3 separate regions of the Mus musculus genome follow, and all the other regions are linked to region 1. The links are chromatin contacts, called in public HiChIP or PLAC-seq maps. All regions are on one chromosome and are shown on one strand. Each heading gives the region's core, a stretch centred on a gene start, on an enhancer-like site or on the middle of the called end of the contact. The rest is flanking DNA. Distances are from core to core; before and after follow the strand shown. Region 1 has its middle 22 kb from the start of Gm35019. Region 2 has its middle 15 kb from the start of Gm41303. Region 3 overlaps Ncald (neurocalcin delta).

Evidence for each region. HiChIP or PLAC-seq counts read pairs in DNA pulled down with a chosen protein or histone mark.
Region 2: a contact with region 1 is called in an H3K27ac HiChIP or PLAC-seq map of T-cell acute lymphoblastic leukemia, with 4 times the contacts expected there. The contact joins two enhancer-like sites. A contact is called at or near these places in 1 of 115 datasets of contacts at active chromatin or transcription factors (T-cell acute lymphoblastic leukemia) and 1 of 9 other capture datasets (adipose tissue).
Region 3: an H3K27ac HiChIP or PLAC-seq map of T-cell acute lymphoblastic leukemia shows a contact between it and region 1, with 5 times the contacts expected there. The contact joins two enhancer-like sites. A contact is called at or near these places in 7 of 39 promoter capture datasets (the C10 cell line, cranial neural crest, frontonasal cranial neural crest and 4 more), 1 of 115 datasets of contacts at active chromatin or transcription factors (T-cell acute lymphoblastic leukemia) and 1 of 9 other capture datasets (embryonic stem cells).

What each region holds. Positions count from the first base shown.
Region 1 is chr15:37,883,361-37,887,665 of GRCm38.p6, forward strand. No RefSeq gene overlaps it. Among named protein-coding and RNA genes, the nearest start is that of Gm35019, 22 kb to the right of the region's middle. Within about 2 kb of position 1,966, at least 18 of the 459 cell types and tissues checked have an H3K27ac peak or open chromatin away from gene starts, as enhancers often do. A contact at or near this core is called in T-cell acute lymphoblastic leukemia, where this site is marked.
Region 2 is chr15:37,211,681-37,215,985 of GRCm38.p6, forward strand. No RefSeq gene overlaps it. Among named protein-coding and RNA genes, the nearest start is that of Gm41303, 15 kb to the left of the region's middle. Within about 2 kb of position 2,156, at least 4 of the 459 cell types and tissues checked have an H3K27ac peak or open chromatin away from gene starts, as enhancers often do. A contact at or near this core is called in T-cell acute lymphoblastic leukemia, where this site is marked.
Region 3 is chr15:37,367,772-37,372,076 of GRCm38.p6, forward strand. Ncald (neurocalcin delta) reads right to left here. Exons shown (of 4, transcript NM_001170868.1): 4 at 1-1,154. The coding sequence ends at 1,057. Among named protein-coding and RNA genes, the nearest start is that of 4930447A16Rik, 56 kb to the right of the region's middle. Within about 2 kb of position 2,585, at least 8 of the 459 cell types and tissues checked have an H3K27ac peak or open chromatin away from gene starts, as enhancers often do. A contact at or near this core is called in T-cell acute lymphoblastic leukemia, where this site is marked.

The sequences.
Region 1 (4,305 bases), core at 716-3,215:
TGTAGCCTCCCCTCCCCAGCCTGAAACCTGCTTGCTCACTGGTGGAGCTTGCCGCTCAATCACTCAATCGTTCTGCCATGCCCACTGCTGGAACCTGCCGCTTTGCTGTTCCGGAGTCATACACGTGGTCACCCTGCTACTGGACTCCAGGATTATTTGGCGGGAATCGGGCCCCTCCCCCTCCTTCATAACTGAGTGTCGGAAATAAAAAATTGAGCTTTGATCAGAATGACTGTCTTAGCTACATCTTCCTCTCGTGCCACCTAGCCCCTCTTCTCTTCCAGGTTTCCAAGATGCCTTTCCAGACTAGAACCCAGACGTGTGATCCGCTGGCCGGACACAACATACCTCTACCCCCTCCCCCTATCATGTGGAGCCACGGCATAGGGAGAACTGAGGAGGTATACGTGTGGTTCGATCATGAAGCAATCCACAGGCTGAGAGAGGATGGTAATCTTTACAAATACTCCCAGAGTGCCTCTATGTCCTAGATTTCTGATTTCAAACAATATGATCAGTATCATTAACCAACTGACTAGAGATTTAGTGCTTTATTTAAAAGAGTTTAGAAAAAAAAATCTGGGTATTACAATCCTAATTGTTTTTCAATTAAATTCAATAGGCACCATAGAGTCACACACAAAGCAGTAAGTGTCTTCATAATCAAACTGTTTGCATTCTCACTGAGAAGTGTCTGGAATCTGTGGTCTCATTAACTGGAAGCATTCTTTGTCCTCATTTAGGCAGATAAGGCATCTGCTCCCTAATAACGATGCCACAGGGAAACTGCCTCCAAAATCATTTTGTATTTCCTTCTTGGATAAATTTGCCAAACTTTGTAACTTTGTAGGGTTCTCTCAAGAGAAAAGATAAATTTACATCCATCCAAAAATGTTGCTTCTAAATCAAATTGCTCCCAAAGTGTTTCATTTGCATACTCAGATGATGAAGCACAAAGTATAGTTCTGTTGTTTTTTGGTTTTTGGTTGTTGGTCTTTGGTTTTTGGTTTTTGGTTTTTGAGGGACTGGTGGTCAGAAATGTGTAGTGGCAGGGACTTAATCATAGTGATCCGGAGTTTACTAGCCCAACAAAATAGAAAATATGGGTTGGTGTCCTTCCTAACTTTTATGTTAACCTGACACAAACTAGTTATCTGGGAGGAGGAAGTCAACTGAGAAAATGCCTCCATCAGACCAGGATGTAGGCAAGCCAACAGGGCATTTTCTTAATTAGTGACTCATGGGGAGAGCTCAGCCCATGGAGGGTAGGGCCATCCCAGCACTGGTGTTCCTGAGTCTATAAGAAAGCAGGCTGAGCAAGCCAGGGGAAGCAAGCCAGTAAGCAGCATCAGCTCCTGCCTTCAAATTCCCGCCCTGTTTGAGTTCCTGTTCTGACTTCCATTAGTGATGAACAGTGATGTGCAGGAATAAGCTAAATAAGCCCTTTCTTTCCCTTTTTCTTTAGGTCATGGTGTTTCATCACAGCAATAGAAATCTCAGCTAAGACAACTAGTAAATGACATCACATGACTAATTAGAACTCATAGGTACATTTCCTGAAAGAGGAATGAGTTTTTCCTGGTTATTTTGACTCAGTTGCTATAAGACTGAAGTATTATAGTTTGAATATGAAATGTCCCCAGTAACAACGTTCAGAGGTGGGGCCATTAAGAAGTGATTGGACCATGGGGTTCTAACTTAGCCAGTGGGATAATGAGGCTCAAGTTAAGTATGTGCCTTCAAACAGACACCTGCTACTTGCTATGTGACTCTGGACAACTTTTTCAACATCCCTGAACCTCAGGGATGGATCTTCATTTATACTCAGTAGAATACTAATGCCTGACTTACAAGGCTGCTGTAAGACTTTGTAGAGCAGAGTTCATAGTTCCACAGACTGTTGAAGAAAAGCCTTCCTTAACAGCTGGAGGAAGTGGTCACTGGGGATGTACCGTTGAAGGCTGAGGTTTGATCTTGGCTGCCAATGAGGCTTTGTTCCACCACAAACTCCTTCTCACGCTGCTCTGCCTTAACATAAGCCCACAGCAGCCAGCCATGCAACCATTGACCAAACCTTTCCAAAGCCATGAGCAGAGTTCAATCTTCCCTCCTTTAAGTTGACTTTGCCTGGGAATTTTGTCACATTGATGGACAAGTGATTAACGCAACGGTCCACAAGTGTCAGGGCACACTATAGGCTTCATTCCATCCAAACGCCAGGTCATATCAGTTCTCTGTTTGGCCATTTTGCTTAGAGTTTAATCTGAACTACATTTCTTTACTTAAAAAGACAAAAATAAATGGATATGCTTCCTTTATTAACTCTTCCTTCTTGCCCCCACACCCAGGGGAGGCTATTGTAGATGGACATGTTATGAAAAAAATAACAGCCCTCAGACTCTTTAGAGATCTGCTGCACATGGCATTTAAGATGTTCAAGTTTTCCATAATAGACAGGCCCCTTCCTAATGGGAATCCCATGGTCTCTAAGGAAGACATATTGGGCGCAATGACTCTACCTGGATTATGGTAACACTAACCATTGGCTCACACTTCACCTGCCACCAGGACTCTGCCCAAACTGTGGATATTTTTGGGTTGATTGCCCTACTCTACCTGGTCAATGTCAAGTCAATTTCTCCAAGTTCCTCTATAGGAAAAATCTCTCTATAGGAAAAAGACCTGGGTCTGACAGCCATAGGCCAATGCTGTTCTGTAGTCACCTGAAGATTAAATGCTGTCCTGTATGACAGCTGAAGACCTACAACCACTGCCCCCAGAAAAACTGTGGAAATCACCAGAGCCTACGGTAACCTAGGTAATGGGTCTCAGTTGTTTTAATTGATTCATAGGCCAGTTAGATTATACTTCCAGCTATAGTTTATCTTTCTCAGATCTCTGATGGTTTGAGATCTGTAGCTTTAACAGCAGCAAGCATACTAGCCACTTCCCCAAGGCACGAACTGCCTGCTCAGTTTCCTTCATACATAATAACCAGGTCTTCTTTACCCTGAGACTCAGCTGAGAAAGACAGTTTACCTTGCGACCAGACTCCAAATAGAGATAAATTCACAAAACACATTTTAAAGTAAGTTTTTAAAAAATACTACACACACACACATACACACACACACACACACACACACACACACACACACACGATACACTGTAGCTGTCTTCAGACACACTAGAAGAGGGTCCATTACAGATGTTTGTGGGCCACCATATGGTTGCTGGGAATTGAACTCAGGATCTCTGGAAAAACAGTCAGTGCTCTTAACTGCTGAGTTATCTGGACAGCCCCTCAAAGTAGCTTTTTAATGTTCCTTTAAATTAATTTGCTTTATAATGACTGTTGTCAGTAATGTCCGAACTGTGTCTCATGGCAAATAATTAGATTTTTAAAAACTTAAAAGTTTATATAAGTTCTGGGGGTCTTAAAATATTCTAAGGTATATAAATACAAGTTGTAAAGGTCTAATGAAGTGTTTTAAGCTATATTTTTTAAAAAATGTTCCAGATTTTCCCCCTCTCTGTGCTACTGCTATATTAAGAATTCATAAGTTCAAAGTTTTAACATTAATCAACAGAGTTCTAATGCACTATTAATCTAGTTCTGGTAAACTACTGTTAATGTTATAATCACAACTTCAATATTTTAATTATCCATTGGTTGTTTTTAAATATAAACTTGAAAACTGCTTCTCATTGTGCTAAAATAAATCTCTGTCTAACCTATACATTCAGCATTCTGGAAAGTGTGTTAATGCCTTTAACCCAAAATCATTTTGGGGTGTGCAAAGCTTTACTATATGTAGCCTCTCCCAGCCTTGAGCAGGGTGGTTCAGATCTATTTTGCCACTGTGAATGAGACCACCTGGGGTGGAATCTTCCCTTCTATTGCTCTGTCACCTGCGAACCACTACCCGCTGAGCGGCCGAACCTGTCTTCCTGAGATATTTCTGAGATAGCTGACAACCTGTGGAATTGGCGACCTAGTGTTAACAACTTGGCAACAAAGCATCAAGAAGCCTGGTGTGGCAGGGGATGAGCCTCCCCTCTTTATAAGCACAGACTCTTAGTAAACATTGGGCCTTGACCAGAAATCTGTCTTGGTTTCATTTCTTCTCTCGCCATTTCCTCCCTTATAGCTCCAGCCTCCCACTCAGTTCGTGTGGCCACAGGCAGCTACAGATGGCGTCTGAACAGGAACCTGAGTATGGGAGGACAAACTGAGAGAACACTGTCTCGGTAGAGCTCTACAGGAAGATTAAGAAGAAGATGTATCCAGCACACTGAGCAACA
Region 2 (4,305 bases), core at 906-3,405, 670 kb before region 1:
TTGAACTACACATGCAGTTCAAACCAGGTGAGACTGCAGGAAGGCAGGGGCAGAATAGGGGCCTCGAGGCTGCTTTCTAGTCCACTTGAGGCCTGTTGATCTCTGTGGACCACGGTCTTCATGGCAACCCATCTCAGTGAACAGTTGGAGTCTGTTTTCAGACACAGCAAATAATTTACCTGCTGAATGGCCACACTGACCATGGCTCATGTGTCCCCACTGAGTGTTCTTGCTGACCATTCCTCCCACTCCATCTTCATCAGGCAGTAGGCATGCTTACGTGTCTTCAGTGTGAAGGTTGTGTATGTGTGTGTCCTGACTCTAGAGAGAATCTCTTTCTCTTCTAGATAAGAGTTGGGGAGCGGGTGTGTAAATAGTGCACCTGATCCCACACAGCTCATTAATAAAAATGCCAAGAATTCAACCTGCTTGTGGCTCTGGGTGATCAATGTAAGGATGCAACTTCCCAGTGTCACCTTCTGTTACAGTCGCTCAGACACACAGGACCATAAACAGCCCAAACAGGCCATTGAGTGCGATGGAAAGGCAGTACTGAGAGTGATCAAAAGACATGATGATTACGCTCTCTCAGTCACATGTTTACCATAAGCCTGGCCACGTCACTTGGTTGATCCAGCCTGCTACCTGCTCGTTTCAAGAAAGTGAAATATTAAATATTGCTCTTAACCGGTTAGGAGCTGAGATCTTTCCAAGATGCTCTCAGCTGGAAAGAGCAACAAGGAAACAGCCTAGCCTACAAAGTCTTAACAGGTGCACCTGGTAACCTGAGTTCAGTTACCTGCACTCACACAGGGAGGCTCCCAACCACCTGTAACCCAGCTCCAGAGGATCTGACACTCTCTTCTGGCCTCTCTGGGTACCAGCACACATGCGCACACATGTGCACACACACAGACACATACAGATACACACACAGACATACACACACAGACAAATACAGACACACACAGAGACACATACAGATATACACACAGACAAATACAGACACACACAGAGACACATACAGATACACACACAGACATACTCACACACACACACAGACACATACAGATATACACACAGACACATACATACACAAACAGATACACATAGAGACACACACAGACACATACAGAGACACACACACCTATGTTTTAAAAAATATGTCCTATTCTTTTTTCTTTAGATGTATTTTATTTATTTTTATGTATATGAGTACACTGTAGCTGTACAGATGGTTGTGAGCCTTTATTGTGGTTGTGGGGAATTGTATTTAGGACCTCTGCTCCCTCCGGTCAACCCCACTCCCTCAGTCTCTGTTTGCTCTGGCCCAAAGATTTAATTATTATTCATAAGTACACTGTAGCTGTCTTCAGACACACCAGAAGAGGGCGTCAGATCTCATTACAGGTGGCTGTGAGCCACCATGTGGTTGCTGGGATCTGAACTCAGGACCTTCGGAAGAGAAGTCGGTGCTCTTAACCGCTGAGCCATCTCTCCAGCCCACTATGTCCTATTCTTGAACAAGTAAAATAATTGACTTCCATTTTATCGTCCATATCAGTGAGAAACTGTATAGGCTTGTTGTATCAGCACTCTAGAAGCTGAAGCAGGGGGATGGTGAGTTTGAGAGACTTTCTCTGTCTATCTCCTTCTGTCTGTCTCTCCGTCTGTCTCTGTCTCTCTCTTTGATTCTCTTTCTGCGTGTGTTTGAGACAGGGTTTCTCTGTGCAGTCCTGACTGTTCTGGAACTTTCTCTGTAGACCAGGTTGACCTGGAACTCCTAGGGCTCTACCTTCCCCTGCCTTCCAAGTGTGGGAGTAAAGGTTTGTCCCATCCATGTGCCCAGCCTAGAGAGTCTCTCTTAAGAACAGCAATGGTGTCTTGTTTTAAGATACCTGGAGGTTGAGATTACCACTCCAAGAGGATTGTATCTGCTTTTTCTTGTTACTTAAGAACAGCTTGGGGCTATAAGCAGATGTGGCAAGAATGAATTTACAGGATGTGTCTGTAACTAGTGATTGTTTTTGTGAGTAACAGTGACTTCTTTAGTAGTTAGCACTCTGAACAGGAAAAAGCAGAACCACAGAAGAGCAAGGCGGACATTGTGTTAAGAGAATCCTAGAACATCCTGCACGTCTCTCAGGATTGCGAACTCACTGGTTGTTTTGCAGCAGGAAGCTAGGAGGTGTGGCTCCACTCTGAGGAGTACCACAGTGTATGAGCTTCATCACACAAGAACAAAACCAAAATCCAAACCGGGGCTTTCGAGGGGGCTCCTTGCTTGGTGGTGGTGGTACATCAACTGAATCCCAACACTCAGGAGGCAGAGTTAGTGGATCATTGTGAGTTTGAGGCCAGCCTGGTCTACAGGGTGAGTTCCAGGACAGCTAGGGCTACACAGGAAAACCCTGTCTCAAAAAAAAAAAAAAAATCCCCAAAAGAACAAAAGATAAGAGCTCCTTGGATGAGGGAGTGGCTCCATGTCTAGATTTTTACCTGAGTAGTAGTTTTCCCCAACTTCCAGCATGAGGGAGGTCACACCTGCTCTTCTGTCCATATGTGTTTTGTTTAGCCAATGAAAGGTGAGCCCGAATACAAGCTTCCCACCATCGAGCTACACGGACAGCCCAACAGATACTCTTTATTGAGTACTTCCTAGATCAGGTGGTGTCTGAAGCACTTATGTGACATCGTCATTCTCCTTCTTGCCCCTTTCCTTCAAATTCCTATTAACTTCTTCCAGTGCTACATAGAAACTCTAATTAATATATAATATTATATTATTTTATATATTTCATGTTATTTCTATATATTAATAACCTATATATTATATTTTATATATTTACATATTATATATTTTATAAAATCAAATTAATTCGAGACCACCAAACAATAGATCTTCTAAAACAGATTATAGATCTCCAGAGTGCCTACATTCTAAATGTCTGAAGTCTATAACCTCTTCCAAAGGGCTTTTTGCTAAATGCTTTTACCTATACCCATCGAATGCTGATCTCTGGGGCAGAGCCTGGATGCCTTCTTTTTCTTCCCCTCCCCCTCCCTCACCCCCTCCCCCTCTTCCTCTCCCCCATCCCCCTCCTCCTTCTTCTCTAAATTTACCACCTGACAAAAACAGTGCAGTGAAGGCTGAAATCCACTAGCTTGGTTCATATGCTGGTACAACATGGTCAAGCCAGCACCTGACAGGAGCCAACCCTACACTAGTGACTGTGGACTGGAAGAGTTTCTCATCTCACTGGCAGTTAGAATAGCAGATGGTGGTGTGCCCTCCCTGTGGATAAGAAGCAGCTAGCTCTGAGCATTCAGTTTAAGAAGATACTGGAAGTCAAGGAAGCCAGAGCCTTGAGAGGAGCTTGAGTTGTATCTGTCCAATTAGGACAGTCATTTCAGACCTTGCGATGCCCTGGATGATTTCTGCTGTCTTCCCTCTCATCTAAGTCAGGATGGTTGGCTGTAAAACCATCAAGTGTGCACACTCCATCAAGAGAGGGGACCAGCCCCCTGCCCTCTGGCAAGCATGGTGGCATCCCAGAGAAGGAATGGATGTGGGGGAGAGAGACTTGTCTCCCACTCTGGTCCTGGAACCCCTCACACATTAAGTAAACAAACAGCCATTCGAGTCTCTTTGGAGCTCTGGAGGAAAGATGAGAGTCAGCGTTGTGGTGGCTTTAGAACAGAGAATCACAGAGAACTGCATTTTGTCTGTTGCCTTTACTTAAAACTGCATTTGAATAAGTCAGTTTGAGCGATCAAAAACAATGTGGATCGTGGGGAAGGGAGATGTTTGTTTGCTGTACAAACATGGGGTTAGAGCATCTTCGTGGTCTGAGGCACAGGACTAAAAGACAGAAAGATATGTGAGCTAAGGAATCCCACAGCCTGTGAGTCACGGAATCTGCCCCAAGAAGCCGCAATGAGCAGTGACTGAAAGCTTCAACGTCAGACCGTGAGGACAATCAGAAACACAGCTGGGACGGTTCCTGTATTTGTAAATAAAGAACAACTGAGTTGACTGTCCCTGGGAGCTCTATGGAACCCTGGGCGGTGGTGCCCTTGGCGGCGTGCGTGACCTTGCCTTTACGTATGCTTTATGTACTGACACGAAGGGAGATCTCCTTTGCATGCAGCAAGACCTAGGTGCAGAGCCCCCCACCCTCGTTCTATTAACCTTTTGGTCCTTGGAGAAGGAGACGTCTGCTAATGACAAAGGGAGTAAGCAGCAAGGGGCGGTGGTCTTTCCACCCCAAGACCCCTTTGTGCCCAGCATGGGCTGGAGTCAGG
Region 3 (4,305 bases), core at 1,335-3,834, 510 kb before region 1:
GGACAGGATGCCTGGACAGTTGGCTTCCTCGTGTCCTCCAGCCACCTTGACTCTAGGAAGCCATTTGAAATCAAAGCTGGGCCCCTGTCACCATTCTGTGATTTTATGGAGTATATAAAATATACTTGCTAACTGGTACATTTGTGCAAAGACAGCTATGACTTTAAAACAAGACATCGACATTCATTGTAGTTGGCTTCACAATAAGCTACTAAAACAGTCTTCTGTAGTAAGATTGTATTAGCGCTCGCTAAACATGCATTTTACAAGGCAAAACACTTAATTTGGTCTGCAATATCCAATGTTTTATATACAGCAGTCTTTTATAAATCACCAGTAGGCAGCAAGATGGGTCTGGCATTTGAATATGTGTTTGATTTTTTTTTTTTTTAAAGAAACTTGTATTAGCTCAACTATGTAAACCTGTGGGAGAAAAACAAAACAAAACAAAACAAAACAAACAGCTGAGCCATCTTTTCCCATCTCTGTTAATTTACCTTGAAAAGTTCACAGCTTAGAAATTACAGCCTGCTGGGGTGAGAGGGAGTGGCCTCTGGGGGGAAATGTCCCAGCTGCCTTTAATAGCCTCTCCCCAGAGGGTAACCTGTTCTTTAAAAACTTAGCCTCAGGTGTCTGCTCTAGCTCCCAGGGCATGTGTGACAACAGACCCAGGGTAGGAGTTTTGTATTTCAAACAAAGCCCCTGGAAGCTTGCAGAAGAAGCCCCGGGCTGAATGTACTTCCCTTGTCTTGCCCCTCAGGGCTTAGGTTTTAAGATAGAGACATTAGAATCAAAGGGGAAAAAAAAGATGATTAAAAAAGCCATCCACTGGGGAACACCACGAAGTCTGTGCATGCTCTCCACAAGCACGTGGGCTCTGGGCATTCACATCCACCATGAAAGAAGCAAGGGGCAAAAGTGTCACAGGAGGGCACATCTGACTGAAGAGGGCACAGTGTCACCATCAATATTGTTTGGCAAAAACAAAAACCGAAGTAAGTTTAAAAGCTAATCAGGAGGGACACAAGCAGCTGTAGCGTCCTGGGGGTGCAGGGCTCAGAACTGGCCGGCACTGCTGGGGTCACACTGCAGGAGACGCACAATGGATGGGTCGCTTTTGGCCCCTCGGATGAATTCTTCCAGGGAGAGCTTTCCTAGGAAACAAGAGGGTGAATGAGTGCCGGCCAGTGTTGGGAGCAACAGAAGCCTGTGGCTTCCTCAGTAGAGGCTGGGTAGACCATGAGGCAGGATCCCCACTTCTCTCTTAACTCAGACATCCCCCACCTGACTCAGTGCACAGGGCCGTTCAACACCACTTCCAAGACAAGATCCCAGGCTTGGGGAGGGTACTGGCTCACCCTGGCCTAAATCTCTGCCCTAGTAGCCTTTCTGCCTCTACCCACCCTGGGAAAAGAGCAGCCCCAGCTCATCTGAGTGTGCCAGGCTCTTGAGCCACTCCACACTGGTGTACTCAGGTTCACAGATAACCTGCTCCTTAGGTGGGCAGAGCAAAACTGTAGGCTCTTTTTTTTTTTTAAACCACTTTTTGAAGATAGTAGCATCTTCATCCAAAGCCAGGAGAATAAAGGAGTGTGAGCTAGACAGAGGGTGACCCACTGGTCCCTCAACCCAGGTGGCTTGAGAAAGAAGTCAGGGATTTGTTCTCTCACTGCACCACCTCCCTCCTTCCTTCCCTCCCTCCCTTTCCTTCCTTCCTTCTTTTTTATTTATTTTTTGACACGGAGCCTCACTATGTAGTCAAAGCTTCCTCATGACTCCAGATCTATTACTTTGCCCCCCCCCCCATCCTTCTGCCTAACTGTTTTCCAGTAAAGGTCCTCTGTCACTGTCATTGTGGAGATATGGGTGATGGTGGCTTTCCCCATTCCTGTACTTCCACAGTGACTCGTTAAAGTGATCCATACAATGATAAATTGGACTAGAACAGCTGGGTCCCTTTACCTAGCTCTGTCCTCTTTCCTTTCCTGGAGACTTAGCCCTGTTTGTTCTTCCAAGGACAGGCACCCGGCTGTCAGGCTCCGTGAGGCCTGTGCACTTCAGTACCACCTTAGCTGCTCTTCCAAGCTACCTCCACTGGCACTTCAGGATGAGAATGGGGGTTTGGGGGCCAAAGCTCCACTTAAACACATCAAAGTTGCAGGCACAGGCACTGGAAACCACAAGCCATGGAGCACTTAGAGCTCAACATGTACTCTCTGCCTCTTACACAGACTCCATAGTGACTTGCCTTATGTAGGGACAGACTTTTCATGGCAGAGACTAGCAGTGAAACACAAAGACTGTTGACTAACAAGACTGATGGGAGCAGGCTTTACACGAAGCCAGGTCTGCTTCTGGTGGGAAGGGACTGGGGCCTCAGAGTTGAGGCCCTGAAGCCAAGCCCTGAGCCAAAGCAGAGAGTCTCCTGGGTGTTCAACAGTCTGTCCCCCTCCTTCCCTGGCTGCTTCCATCCCCATAGCTTCCTTTATTTAAACAAATCTTGCTTTAGCAAAGCCCAGGACAGTGGTAGTCAGCTGTCCATTGGGAATGGGAACCCAGCCAGGGCCCTTCCATCTGTAGAAACATCTCCAGTGGAAAAGCCCTGGCACTGCCTGTGAGCCACACATCTGAAGGTGTCTTGTCTCTCATCCTTCAGTACTCCTCTAAGGAGGAGATTGGGTCTTAAAGCCATTATGTTCCCTAGACTATCAAAACCTGAGCTTCAACATCAGCAAGTCCATTAACTGTTAAAACAATCCCATGTTTGTTTAAACTTTGCAAAACAAACTGCTGAGAATCAAGGCTCCAGAGGGGAAACAGGATGTCAGAGGATGCCATGCAAGTTCATAGAGGAAACACAGCCAACAGATTGGCTTGCACCACACAAACCGAGATTCTCAGGGACCTGGCACCCCACGTGTGCATGCAGAAAGAGGCTTGCTCTATGCAGAGTCTTCTATAATGCATATCACAAGGGAGTGGTCCATTTTTACACCGCTGACTAGACTTGCTAAATATCAAGAGTGAAGATCTGGGGCTGGAGACATGACTCCATGGGTAAAAGTATGTGCTGCCTAAACCAGACCACCTGAATTTGATCCCTAGAATCTATATAAAGGAGAAGGGGGAAAATGGACTCCATTAAGTTGTCTTCTGACCTCCATGTATGCACCAGGTCATGTAATAATACATGTAACATTATGCACAGTAATAATAAAGAAAATAAAATTTACGTTTTAAAAGTGAGTTGGCAGGAGAAATGGCTTAGTGGTCAAGAGCACTTACTCATCGGGCAGAAGGCCAGTGTTTGATTCTCAGCACTCACATTGGGTAGATCATAACCACCTGGAGCCAGTTCAGGGAACTGTGACCTCTGTTGTGCATATATGTGGTTCGAATAAATTCACACAGGTATGCAAGGACATGCCCATAAATAGTAAATACGTGTTTGTTTAAAGAGCTGTGAAGCCTTGGACAGCATGGGTCAGCCTTGACTGAGCACTGAAGACTTGGGTACCATTTCTGGATAACATTTCAAGATTCGGCAAGAAAAATAAGGATGCTAAATTAACTTTGAATTTCAACTGAATAACAAGCAACTCCTTAGCATAAATATGTCCCAAATATTGCATGCAGACATAGATATGCCAAAAAGAAGCCATTATTTCTCAATTGCTTGGGCCTCCTGTATCCTACTTGGCAGCCTGACATGCAGAACTCCTATTTATTTACTTATTTCATAGATAAGGGTTCCTTATGTAGCCCAGGCTGCCCTCAAGCTTGTGGTTGTCCTGAGTCACCATACCAGACTTGTCTATTTTGTTTGAAGTACAACTTTCCTTTCCACTTGGCTTGCACATCTGCTAGTTACATTTTGCTTTGGGACAGCACCCTCTACTCAATAGTAACCTGCTGACCACTCACTCCAACCCTCTACTTGCTTCCCACTACTTGGGGGTTTCACTTGGACTCAGCATCTTGGAGCATGCTCATACGACCTCTCAAGCAGGTTGGGATGAAAGCTGTTGGGGTTGGTAAGAAGCATTGAGCCTTTTGACATACTCCAACTACACACTGGATCCAGCCTTCTGGGGAAGGCCTATCCTGACTCAATGGCTTCTTGGGTCCTTTTATTTCTGCTTCAGAGGAGCCATGCTATTCTGAGGAAGGAGTAGAGATAACATGGGAGGATAGAAGGGCCTAGAAAATAAGGCTTTCCCCTGAGACTGGGACCAGCTCCAGAGTCCACATGCTTCTGTTCCTTTGTGCCCAGGTGGCTCTCACAGATCACACCCATGGCTGACA